Regions from separate parts of the Mus musculus genome. Here regions 2 and 3 are each linked to region 1. The links are chromatin contacts, called in public ChIA-PET and promoter capture Hi-C maps. All regions are on one chromosome and are shown on one strand. The core of a region is the stretch at or near the end of the contact, and the rest is flanking DNA. Distances in the headings are between cores, read along the strand shown. Region 1 holds the start of Dipk1a (divergent protein kinase domain 1A). Region 2 has its middle 15 kb from the start of 4930428O21Rik. Region 3 holds the start of Atp5k (ATP synthase, H+ transporting, mitochondrial F1F0 complex, subunit E).

Region 1 (3,710 bases), core at 331-2,830:
CAAGTGCTGGTATTTAAATAGTTTAAACATTTTTAAAAATTAATAATCTTAATATTAGCCCACTAGCAAGCTTACCCTAATTTCATCATTGATAACGATGCAAATTCAGAAAAGTAAGAAACACACTAAGTGTTTGTCATTAATGTAAGCATAACTATTTGTAAAACTAATTTTGTTTGCGTGGTGTCGGGGATTGAATCCAGAACTCTTAATTTCTAACCTTAACCACATCAGAAAACCTTTGTACAGTTATAGCGCCAAAGATTGCATTCACATCTGTGGAAAACATTTAAAGCCAAAACTAAAGCCTAAAGCTCTACCAACTCCAAAAATTAATAATAGAAAGCTAAGTAGTTTAAGTTCAAAGATTTTAAACATGCCCAAATACTTTAACCTGGAGGGGTGGAATGCTAGACTAGGTTCTAATACTGGTACTCAAGGCACAACTATTTCTGGTGGCGCTGCTACAAACATTCAGTTTTACACCCTTAAAACCATGAGTTGTCAAGTCAGTCTCTCAATCTGGGTTTCTCTCGTTTCGATGTAATGACTTACACTTGCAAATTTCAAATTAAAATATAAGATTTATTTGGACAGTAACGGTTTCTCCTCAACTTTTTCTTTTTTTTCCATACTCATAAGAAGCACACCAACAACTGACCTAAATACACGTCCCATGTCGTCAGGCCTTTTAATGTAAGCAGTGTCCTCTAGAGACATATAACAATACTGCCAATGTGTGAGGCATTGATTTGTAGTTGTTTTTCCATCCGAGCTATGGATTTGTGCTCAGCTACTCACGACGTCTACTAGGTCCCCCTGGTGACCAAACAGTGCACCAAAGCAGCAGGAGGGTTCTAAAGCCTACTGACAGCGGAACAGAAAATCATGAAAAATTAACACGGCAACAGTACACACGACGTGACTGTGAATTGCGTTCGCACTGCTGGCGGGCTGAGTGAAGAGCCGTACAACGGTCACCATCCCCTTTTTGCAAAAGCATCGCCTCGATCGAGCTTGCCTACTCCTCCCTCCCATTTAAACCAGAGATGTGATGAGAACACCAAACCCAGGGGATCTGCACGAGGCACAGCTACTGGCTGGGACTTGGGGAACCACTGGTATGACAATCGGTCACGATTCTGTGGAGCATGGAGGAATGACACACCACCCTTTCCTACCCCAGACACAGAGTCAGGAATGGCAGGTCGAGGGGGGGCCCTTGGGGAAAGCGGGAGAGCACGCAGAGGAGGGACCGCGGCGCGTCCGGGGCCGGGACTCAGAGGGGCTCAGGGCTGGGGCGGCGCCCGAGGAGCGGGACCAGGGCTGGGAGGGCGCGCCGCCAGGTGCCGGTCCGCAGGAGGCGGCGGGGCGCGCACGGAGGGAGGACGGGGCGCTGAGTCCCGCGTGGCGCGGAGCGGAGGGCGCGTGGCGGGGCCGCGGCCGGCCTACCTGGAGGTAATGGGGTTTCCTCAGCCAGGCCCCCGCGCAGAGACTCCTCGCCATGGCACTCACATCGCCCCGCCGCGCCGCAGTCGGAGGCGGACCCGAGCGCGGCCGCCCGCCGGCCTCCCCGCCCCTGCCCCGCCGGCCCGCCCACGGCCCGCCCCCGGCGCGCGCTCCCCGGGGCCGCGCTGCGGCGAGGGCGGCGGGTAGCGGAGGCCGGCTCCGCGCGCAGAACCCCACCCCCACCGCCAGCCGCGGCGGTCGTCAAGGCGCGGGCGCGGGGCTCCGCCATAAAGGGGAGTCGAGCCTCGCGTCCGCCGACACAAATCCGCCTGCGCCTCCGTGCTTAAAGGGGAGGCGCGGACGGGGGAGGGGTACGGCCGAGGCGGGTGCGAGCAGCACGGGGGTGCGCAAAACGTGGGCTCCGTGGAGCGCCCACTTCACTGTGAGGCTTGCGGCTTCACGCGCGGAGTCCCGCCGTCCGCGCTCTGGACCTGTGCGAGCGGATTGCACGGAAATTCTGTGGATGCTTAGAGCTGCATCCTAGGCGACCAACTAACTCATAGATCCTCTCCAGGGAAAGGAGGCTCTCCGGAGACGCGACCACCGCTATCTAGGGGAGGAAGGGACTCCTTCCCGCTCAGTTCTGCGTGGCCTTCCAGACACTTCGCCTCTTTGCGTACCTTAAATTTAATGCAATTTTTTTCTTTTATTTCTTTTTCTTTCTTTTTTACCATTTCGACTTTTTGAAGTTTGCATTGTTTGCAAAACAGCCTCAGAGTTTTCTTGCCTCTACCACAGAATCATGATTCACACGTTAAATACATAATTAAATAAATAAATGCCGGATAAATACAGTGAAGGCAGGAGACCTTCTAGGATATAGCAGAGCAGCTCAGTTAAGGCTATACACCTCAAGGCGTTGCTTTCTTCTGTTGACACTGATGGCCAAATAAGGGAGAAGGGGCCACCCTGGGAGGAGTACAGCTATTGATCTGAGTGACTTCAATGCAGGGAGATGCAGGTCCTACTTCATTTTTTTCCCTTGCTATGCCGTACTTTATGTTTCTAGTGCTTTCAGTTTCTGGAAACAGGTCTTTAACCTGGATAATATTTTGTTACTCGCAAAGAAGTGCATGAGCCACTGACTTTCACTTTTAATTAAATGACTTCAGTAATTTCTAAAGTAAAAGTAAATATGAGCTGGGCATGGTGACTCATGCCTGTAATTCCAGCACTTGGCCAACCGGAGCTACTTAAGACAAAGACAGACAAAGGGAGGGAAGGAAGAAGGAGGAAAGGACGGATCCTACCGGTTTCCTTTAGTTGTTTTTTTGTTTTTTGTTTTTTTAAAGATTTATTTATTACTTATTATATGTAAGTACACTGTAGCTGTCTTCAGACACTTCAGAAGAGGGAGTCAGATCTCGTTACGGATGGTTGTGAGCCACCATGTGGTTGCTCAGATTTGAACTCCGGACCTTCGGAAGAGCAGTCGGGTGCTCTTACCTGCTGAGCCATCTCACCAGCCCTTTTTTTTTTTTTTTTTAAGATTTTATTATTTATATGTGTATGTCTGCCATATTTGTGTGATTGCTTATAAAAGCCAAAAGAGGGCATCAGAACACCTGGGGCTGGAATTTCAGTTGGTTTTAAGCTGCCCAACTTGGGTGCTGGGAACCAAACTCGAGTTCTCTGGAACAGCCAGAAGCCCTCTTAACCACGGAGCAATCTCTCCAGCTCTGCAATAAGTATTTTCTTAGCATCCAGACACTGTTCAAATTTTTTTGCTATGTACACAAAAAGACAAAGCAGGCAGAATTCCTAACTTTATGGATATTACATTTTGGAGATGAGAAGACAGGCAATAAATAATAAACACAATGACTATAGAGAAGTCTGGTAAGAGCCAGTTGTGGTGACATGCCCACAGTCATAGTACTTGGGAGGTGTAAACAGATCAGGAATTCAAGGACAGCCTCAGCCCAGCTCACCTGCACAATTTGGAAACCCTATCTCAAAATAAAATAAAATAAAATAAAATAAAATAAAATAAAATAAAATAAAATAAAACAAAACTGGTCAAGGCCAGGTGAGGTAGTAGCAAGCAGATATGTGTGAGTTCAAGACCTGCCTGGTTTATATAGCTAGTTTCATGCCAGCCAGTGCTTCAAGGTAATGGGGTAGTGAGAGGTAGAGAAAACTACAGACAGTTGGCTAGGAGATCAAGAGTTTATTTGCTCATGTTACATTTAAGTATGTAT
Region 2 (3,809 bases), core at 148-2,647, 300 kb before region 1:
AGCCTTGAGGAAAATATGGCCAGAGCGCTGAGGAAGAATTCAGCTTAGGGAGGGAAAGGACACCCTGAAAATATAAAGAAGTGGGGGGATCTGGAGATGAAGGTCCCAGGTGAGGATGGTGGAAATGGGAACTGGTCACCAGCACAAACCACAGCAGGAAGAGCTGGAAAGGTTTCCAGCAGCTGCTGTGGGGATTCAGGAAGTCAATTAGCAGTAAGAGAAGACAGCAGAGGGGGCTCCAAGGGAGGACCCAGCTACCACGAGGAGTAGGATCTGATCCTGCTGCCAGTAAATGTTTTAGCTGCAGCCAAAAAAGATCTATATGGCCTAGCTAGATCCATCCACTCTGCACAGGTTTAAGGCAAAGCCTGGAGTCTGGATGCCTGGGATTCAATCTGATTTCTAATTTCAGGAGAACTTGTAAAGGTTTTATTTATTGACTTTTGCTAACACTTTTCAAGAATACCCTTCCCTAGGTGGGTGTAGTAGGCACATCGTTAATATTTTACAGGAGCCACGATGAACAAAATGTGAGCATTTAAAATAAGGATGCATCTGACTCTACAGCTGTACAACCCTAATATCATCCATCACACCGTAGTCCCGCCCTCCAACTCAGTGGGGGAGGAAACAAATTAAAGCAACAGATTACAAGCATATCACTGCAGGGCTGAGTGTTTAACATGCTACCACATATTTGGTTTCTGTTCTTTTAAATGCTCACTTGAACTATATGTCCAAAGAATTGTAGGTCTCGAGTAGGCCAAACCAAGGGTTGGAGGTTTCCCATCATGGTCTCCACATGGGCTCCTTTGTTTACACCTAAGCTATCCTGCCACAATAAAGAAATGTATATCTAATATATCCTTGACCTAATCCACCTTTTCCTAGCACCAAAGCCCACTTTGTAACTCTTCCTAAAATGTGCCCACGTGTGTAGGAAAATCCTGACACAATGGAATCTCTTCCCAGGAGGAAGTCTCAGAGGGTACTTCAGACAAACCTGGCCCCTCAAACCAAACCTGTCCCAGGTTCTCCGAAGCCTCCTTACCCTTCCTCCTGACTCCACACGTGACCACGTGTACTTGCCTAGCAGAGGTTGGGGGGGGGGGAGAACAGAAACAATATCTGCTAAAAATAAAACTGAAAATAAACAAAAGTGCAAGCACGAGCTTTACAGGATGGCAACGGGGCATCACGCGCGCCTCACCTCGAAACCAGCCTCGCGGAAGCTGAAGTCCAGCCATGCGCTGCACACACGAAGCTACGAGCGGGCCGCGCTGGGGCTCATGGGGGAAGTGGGCGGGGCGTGGGAGAAGGGGCGGGGCGCTGCAGCAGCTGCGCCGGCCTTGAGTGGAAGCTGGGGACCCGCCCCGCTTCACGCCCGCCTACTTTGCAGCCATCGACCCTGCAAATATTTACCTTGGGATCCGAGAGACTGAAAATATCTAGCCGGAGCCAGATGCGTCGCGTGTCTGTCCCTGAAATATTAGCCAAAGGAGTGATTTAACAAAATCAAATGGCGGGTGGGGCGCCTGCCTGGCGGAGCTGTTGACTTTGCGCCAGCTCTGGTGGAGCAGCCGGTGCTGCGAGTGATTCCGGAGAATGCCAACAGCTGGGAAGCAGGCCAGACCGCGGAGGCAAAGGGTCTGTTTTGGTTTGGGGCGGATCGTTTTACATAAATCAGAGATGTGGATATACACCTTCCTTAGAGGCTCTTAGAAATGCTCTCAAAACAGCCCTGGGGCAGTACACCCGGAGGTGGTTTTGTCTTTCTTGGCTAAAGAAAGAACACTTGCGAACTGACAAGTCTGAGAAATCCAAGTGGGAGCGATGCTCAGGTCCCTTCTGAAAGCCAGCTGCTGGGCTGTCCTGCCAGCGCACTGGCTAGCAGGGTTCACTAGCTCCGTTTACAGTGGACAACCTGCGAGTGAGGGCCATGAGACTCACTACCTTCCAGGGCTGCTTTGTGACAGTGAGTGAGCTTCTCACGGATCGGTTAGTGCCATGGTAGTGTTGAAACAAGCTGTTTGTGAGGGAAGACTTCAAATGCAACTCCACAAACCTTTAGCGAAGAATCCAAAGGGGATCATTTGATGACATCTTCGAACATAAAGAAAATACAAGGCATGAGCAAGAACAAATAACTCCTCCCTGTAAAAATAAATAAATAAAAGATATATCAGGGGTGTGGCCTCAGTGGATGGCGCTACCCTGACACAGGCAGAAACACACTCACAGGAGGCAAGCTGAGCTCCACTCCAGAGAATTCCCCAATCCTAGTTAGTGGTCTTCAGAAAATCGTAATCTGTGTCTAGTCCTCTCCTGTTTAATGGTAAAATTGAAAGCTGACGATTTTATTCGTTAGTGTTAGGGATAAAACCAGGTTCTAGTGCATATCAAATAACCATAAACTCTGACACTGAACTACAAATTCCTCAGCTCCTGGTTGGTTTATTGGGTTTTTCGTTGATGCTTTTTACATTTTAAAAACACTTAGTTATTGTGTATGTATGCATATCAGAAGACAACTTTTAGGAGTCCGTTTTCTCCTTCCGCATTGTGGTTCTGGGAATCAAACTCAGGTCCTTAGGATGAGGAGCAAGCAATGCTGAACCATCTGGCTGACCCCTGTTCGTCTCCTCCCGACCCTTGCTTCTCTGTGTTAACATAAGCCCTGTAATATGAAAACTAGAGTTACCAAAATGGTAACTCCAGCTTCTAAGTCACTTGCTATAAAAATCGCCTATTAGCTCCTGCCTCGCCTTTTCAGCACACAGCCTGTGCAAGACGGCCTCTATTCTGAGGCCACTGGCAACCTCTCACCTGGAATTCCAGGCTCCTGTTAGCTGATCAGCTTTCCAGAAGCCCAAGCAAGAGGCAAAGGAGTTTGAGGTCTATGCCCATCTCCACTCCTAGGAAGCTGGGAAGGCTTCCTTTCCCTGGGTCTGTAGAATGAGGTTCTTGGTATGATGGGGTCTTTATAGCTGGATATTCTTTTTTTTTCAAGATTTATTTATTATTAAATGTAAGTACACTATAGCTGTCTTCAGACACTCCAGAAGAGGGTGTCAGATCTCATTACGGATGATTGTGAGCCACCATGTGGTTGCTGGGATTTGAACTCAAGACCTTCAGAAGAGCAGTCAGTGCTCTTAACCACTGAGCCATTTCTCAAGTCCCATAGCTGGTTATTCTTAATATCTAACTGTACCCTTTCTCTTCTTGTAACACAAGAATACCAATGCCTACCACCTCACCACCCCGAGGCCTCTGCACATTTCCACCTCTATCTTCTGCTCTTTGCAGAGTTCTCTAAAGTCTCAGATATAATGCCAGTTCTTGGAGGTACTTTCCTAGTTTTCCTAGTTCTGTCATTTATTGAGCTAAGGAACTGCACAGCCCAAGTCTGATCCCCTTTTATGAAATAGGCAATATTTTCATTATATATACCATCAATATATTCTGACGAAAAACTAAGTATGTATAGGAGGTTTTAATGTTTTGCTGCATAGCCCAGGCCAGTGTTTTAATCCTCCTGTCTCATCCTCAGTGCTGGGATTACAGGCATACACCACAGTGCCCAGCTGGATGTGTTTAAATGTTAAAGACGACATCACGGGATCAGTGAAGTTCTGAATGGCAGTCTACATTGGGTTTTCATTTCATCACTTTGAAATCGTTTGTTCTGCCTGTTGCAATAAATAATCCCACAGTTGAATTCTCTTTTTTTAAAAAAAAAAGTGATAAAACCTAAAATATCTTAAAAGTTGGATTCATTTATCAATTTAAAGTGATGTGTTAATAAA
Region 3 (3,337 bases), core at 503-3,002, 450 kb after region 1:
ATCTGCCCACTGGGCTGGGCACTTCCACAAATTAACCATCAATTAAGAAAATGCTCCACAGACATGTCCACAAGCCAATCTGATAGACAAGTCCTCAACAGAGGCTCCCTCTTCCCGGGTGTCTAGTTTGTGTCAAGTTGACAAGAACTAACTAGCACCCCAGCTGGACACAAGGGCCTAGTCGTCCAGGCCTCCTTGAATAGTTCAGCTTTAGGTCACTTTCTAAGAACTAGAGAAGAATTATCAGTTGGGGGCACAAGACCCACGTTATTGTGAAGGCATCAACACCCATCCTCCTGTACTGGGCCCGAGCTGCTGACATAAGCAGAAGAGTGCAGATCAGAGCAGAGCAAGCTGCTTCCAGGAGGCTAGGCCACTCCAGGGATTACCCCGGCATCCCTGGAGCCCTAATTTGGCCTTACCACTGCACCTTCACATGCCCCAGCACTTCTCGCTTTGTCTGTGTGTCTGGTAATGATCATTAATTCCTTTGAAACTCCACCCACTGCACCCCACCCCCGACCCTCCCTACCCAAGGAAAAGCCAGGATGCAACCACAGAGCCGGTACCTAGAAGCAAACAGTAAAGAGAGAGGAAGCCACAGCATCACACAATGAAGCTTTATTCGTTCTCAACGACTAGAGAAAAGCAAGCTCGCTGACGCCTCACTTGAGAATGCTGTCATCTTGAGCTGAAAAGTGAGAAGAGACCATGTCAAACATTATACAGACTTGGGCCACCTTACGGGGACTTGGGCTTTAAACAATCAAGAATCTAATTCCAAGAGAACCCTAACTTCATTACTAAAACCATCCTTTGCATCCCCAACTGCCTTCTCCATCTGACTGGAATCCACAGGAAGTCAACACAGAGGGGTCAGAGAGCCTGCTCAGCAGTAACCTCTCGAAAGGCAATTTGCAGATGCTACCCAAGAGAAGGGGCAGTATGCCTCTCACACTCCACTGGGCTCCACGGAGGACAGCACTGGACAAAACAGTCATGGGATGAGAGGCAGCCCCTGGTCCACTAAGCAGCAGCTACTTCCAGAAAACTCGGGGGTGTTGGGAGAGGCTAAAAGCCATACCTTCCGCCAGTTCTCTCTCAATCCGTTTCAACTCATCTAGTCTCTTCTTTTCCTCCGCTGCTATTCTCCTCTCCTCCTCTGCCCGGGGTTTTAGGTAACCTGGGGGGGAGTGGAAGCAATTAACTTCTCTGAAAATGCTGCTTCGTGAAAAAGCCGACTCCAAAATCTCCAGATAGCTGTTCCCACCTGCCCCCCTCTAGGGCCTGGCATCATCTCCCTCCCAAGGAACTGCAGGCTCGAGCAGTGTCACACAGCCTTTCACCCGGAATCCCGTTCTCCCGGTCCCCAAACTCACTGTAGCGCTTGGCGCCGTATGCCATGCCGATGATCAGAGCGGAGTACCGGCCGAACTGCAGAAGAAAACATTATAGTAGAAGGCACACCGAGGGAACAAGGGGATCGCAGGGGTCGGACATCGAGGAGTACTGGGAGAGGGAGTACGGGGCGGGTGTGTGTGCAAGGGTTGCAGGGCCGGGATTGCTCGAGACCACAGCCAGCAGTCCCAAGGGTGGGCAATGCTAAGTCACGGGAGGGGAGGGGAAAGGGGGCATAGAGGAGCTTTGAGCACCGCGCAACAACGGGGATGAGGATTCACCTTGATGAGTGGAGAGACCTGAACCGGGGGCACCATTTTGTCCGTGACCTTCGCGCCGGAAGCTCAACTGAGGCGGAAGACAGAGAATGAAAGCCGCCTCCTGAAGCCAGAAAGGCGCATGCGCCGCAGTGAAAGCGCTGCCCCCTAGCGACTGGAGGATAGCCGAGCGTTCCCACGGGGCTGGTTACTACTCTCCAGGTAGGAAGTCTAGGCTGTTAGTGTAAGCTGGCTTCAAAAGGGTGGTGACACAGAGCCTCGTTACTTCAGCACCGGCGTGTAATGACTGACCAGCCCTGGAATCTGTCGCCCACCTGTTGTGGACTGGAGCACGCAAACAATCCCTTTATCTCTTGGAACAGACGAGCACACCTGGCCGACTCCAGCGGCCCATTGGGTGCGGTGGGTTTGGGCATGAGATTACAGAACTTGTATTGGCCCTTCCTGAGAGGTCAGCAACCTTCCAGGGCTTTCCTGCAATTTCCGGCATTGGACACATATGTCCTCCGACCAGTGTTTTCTCGCCCAGAGCTCCTAATTTCCATTGGGCTTTACAGGTAATGTTCATCCAAATGAGGCTAACCCCTGCATCTCCCTGCCCACACTCTCAGGACTACAGATCCTGAGTCCTATTGACCTCCTTTTCAGGCCTCATAGAGACTGACCATGGAGCACCCAGATTGCCAAACTTACCTTTCTGCAGTCCATGTCCCCAGAGTGGGTACCTCTCTAGCAGCCATGTCGGTCTAGACCAACCCTTTGTGATCCCTTTGGCAAACACTTATCTCCAAAAGTATTTACATTATGACCCATAACAGTAGCAAGATTACAGTTATAAAGTAGCAATGAAAATAATGTTATGTATGGGGAGGGTCACATAAGGAGCTGTATTAAAGGGTCACAGCATTAGGAAAGTTGAGCATCATTGGCCTGGGATGGGGCAAGATGGAGACAAGGTGATTATCAGCTGTGTCTATTGGCAAGCATCTTTGTGTACATCTGTCATAGTATAGATTGTAGCCACCCACTGAATGGCTGGCTTTACCCCAATGCCCCATAGTGACTTGAAATCTTCCTAAGGCTGTTGATTGAACCAGCCTCCTCAGTTTTGCATTGCACCAGGGCTTGGAAAGGTACACAGTCTGTAGGGATGGGGTATCTTTTCCTGACTCTTTATAGTCCATACTTATAAAGAGAACATAATTATGAATATAAAGTGGATAAAATGCAGCAATGAAAACTGCAGGACTCATAATAGGTACCCAGCTCTCCGGGGCCATCAGAAGAGGAACCATTGCCCTAGGCTCTGGAACTTTGCCTACATTTGATCTGGAGTCAAAGCCCTAGTTCTTCTCTGTTAGAATCCTAGAAATGTTCCTAAACTGAGACGAGAATTACCCAGGCCATGTGCCACAGGTGCTCCACATACTCTTACCTTGCCTTTGAGACGTTCCTCACTCCCATCCCTACCTGAGCCACAGTGAGATTCCTGCCCTCCTGCCAACTCACTGCTCCCCAAGGAAGCTGCAAAGGCATGCTAACCTACAAGGCACCAAGTAAACTTCCTCACCCCTCATGGTCATCTACACATTGAGCCCCCTCCCTTCCCTGATCTTGAGCAACTGGTTAGATAACTTATGTGATCAAACAGGTTTCCCTCA

The links. Promoter capture Hi-C pulls out the DNA fragments that hold promoters and counts their contacts. ChIA-PET counts read pairs in DNA pulled down with a chosen protein or histone mark.
Region 2: a contact with region 1 is called in an RNA polymerase II ChIA-PET map of effector CD8 T cells, with 5 read pairs. The contact joins the enhancer-like site here to the promoter of Dipk1a in region 1. A contact is called at or near these places in 4 of 39 promoter capture datasets (liver, pre-B cells, stem cell-derived epiblast-like cells and 1 more) and 4 of 115 datasets of contacts at active chromatin or transcription factors (bone marrow-derived macrophages, effector CD8 T cells, fetal liver and 1 more).
Region 3: a promoter capture Hi-C map of liver shows a contact between it and region 1. The contact joins the promoter of Atp5k here to the promoter of Dipk1a in region 1. A contact is called at or near these places in 3 of 39 promoter capture datasets (cranial neural crest, embryonic stem cells and liver), 1 of 115 datasets of contacts at active chromatin or transcription factors (bone marrow-derived macrophages) and 2 of 9 other capture datasets (adipose tissue and liver).

What each region holds. Positions count from the first base shown.
Region 1 is chr5:107,985,497-107,989,206 of GRCm38.p6, forward strand. Dipk1a (divergent protein kinase domain 1A) reads right to left here and starts at 1,581. Exons shown (of 5, transcript NM_026062.4): 1 at 1,453-1,581. The coding sequence starts at 1,506.
Region 2 is chr5:107,686,739-107,690,547 of GRCm38.p6, forward strand. No RefSeq gene overlaps it. Among named protein-coding and RNA genes, the nearest start is that of 4930428O21Rik, 15 kb to the right of the region's middle. RefSeq lists an enhancer at 24-2,251. Within about 2 kb of position 1,398, at least 218 of the 459 cell types and tissues checked have an H3K27ac peak or open chromatin away from gene starts, as enhancers often do. A contact at or near this core is called in bone marrow-derived macrophages and effector CD8 T cells, where this site is marked.
Region 3 is chr5:108,432,647-108,435,983 of GRCm38.p6, forward strand. It overlaps Atp5k (ATP synthase, H+ transporting, mitochondrial F1F0 complex, subunit E), which reads right to left and starts at 1,753. Exons shown (of 4, transcript NM_007507.3): 1 at 1,680-1,753; 2 at 1,380-1,434; 3 at 1,085-1,183; 4 at 600-691. The coding sequence starts at 1,715. The coding sequence ends at 666. Gm34319 (a long non-coding RNA gene) reads left to right here and starts at 1,755. Exons shown (of 3, transcript XR_003955776.1): 1 at 1,755-1,877.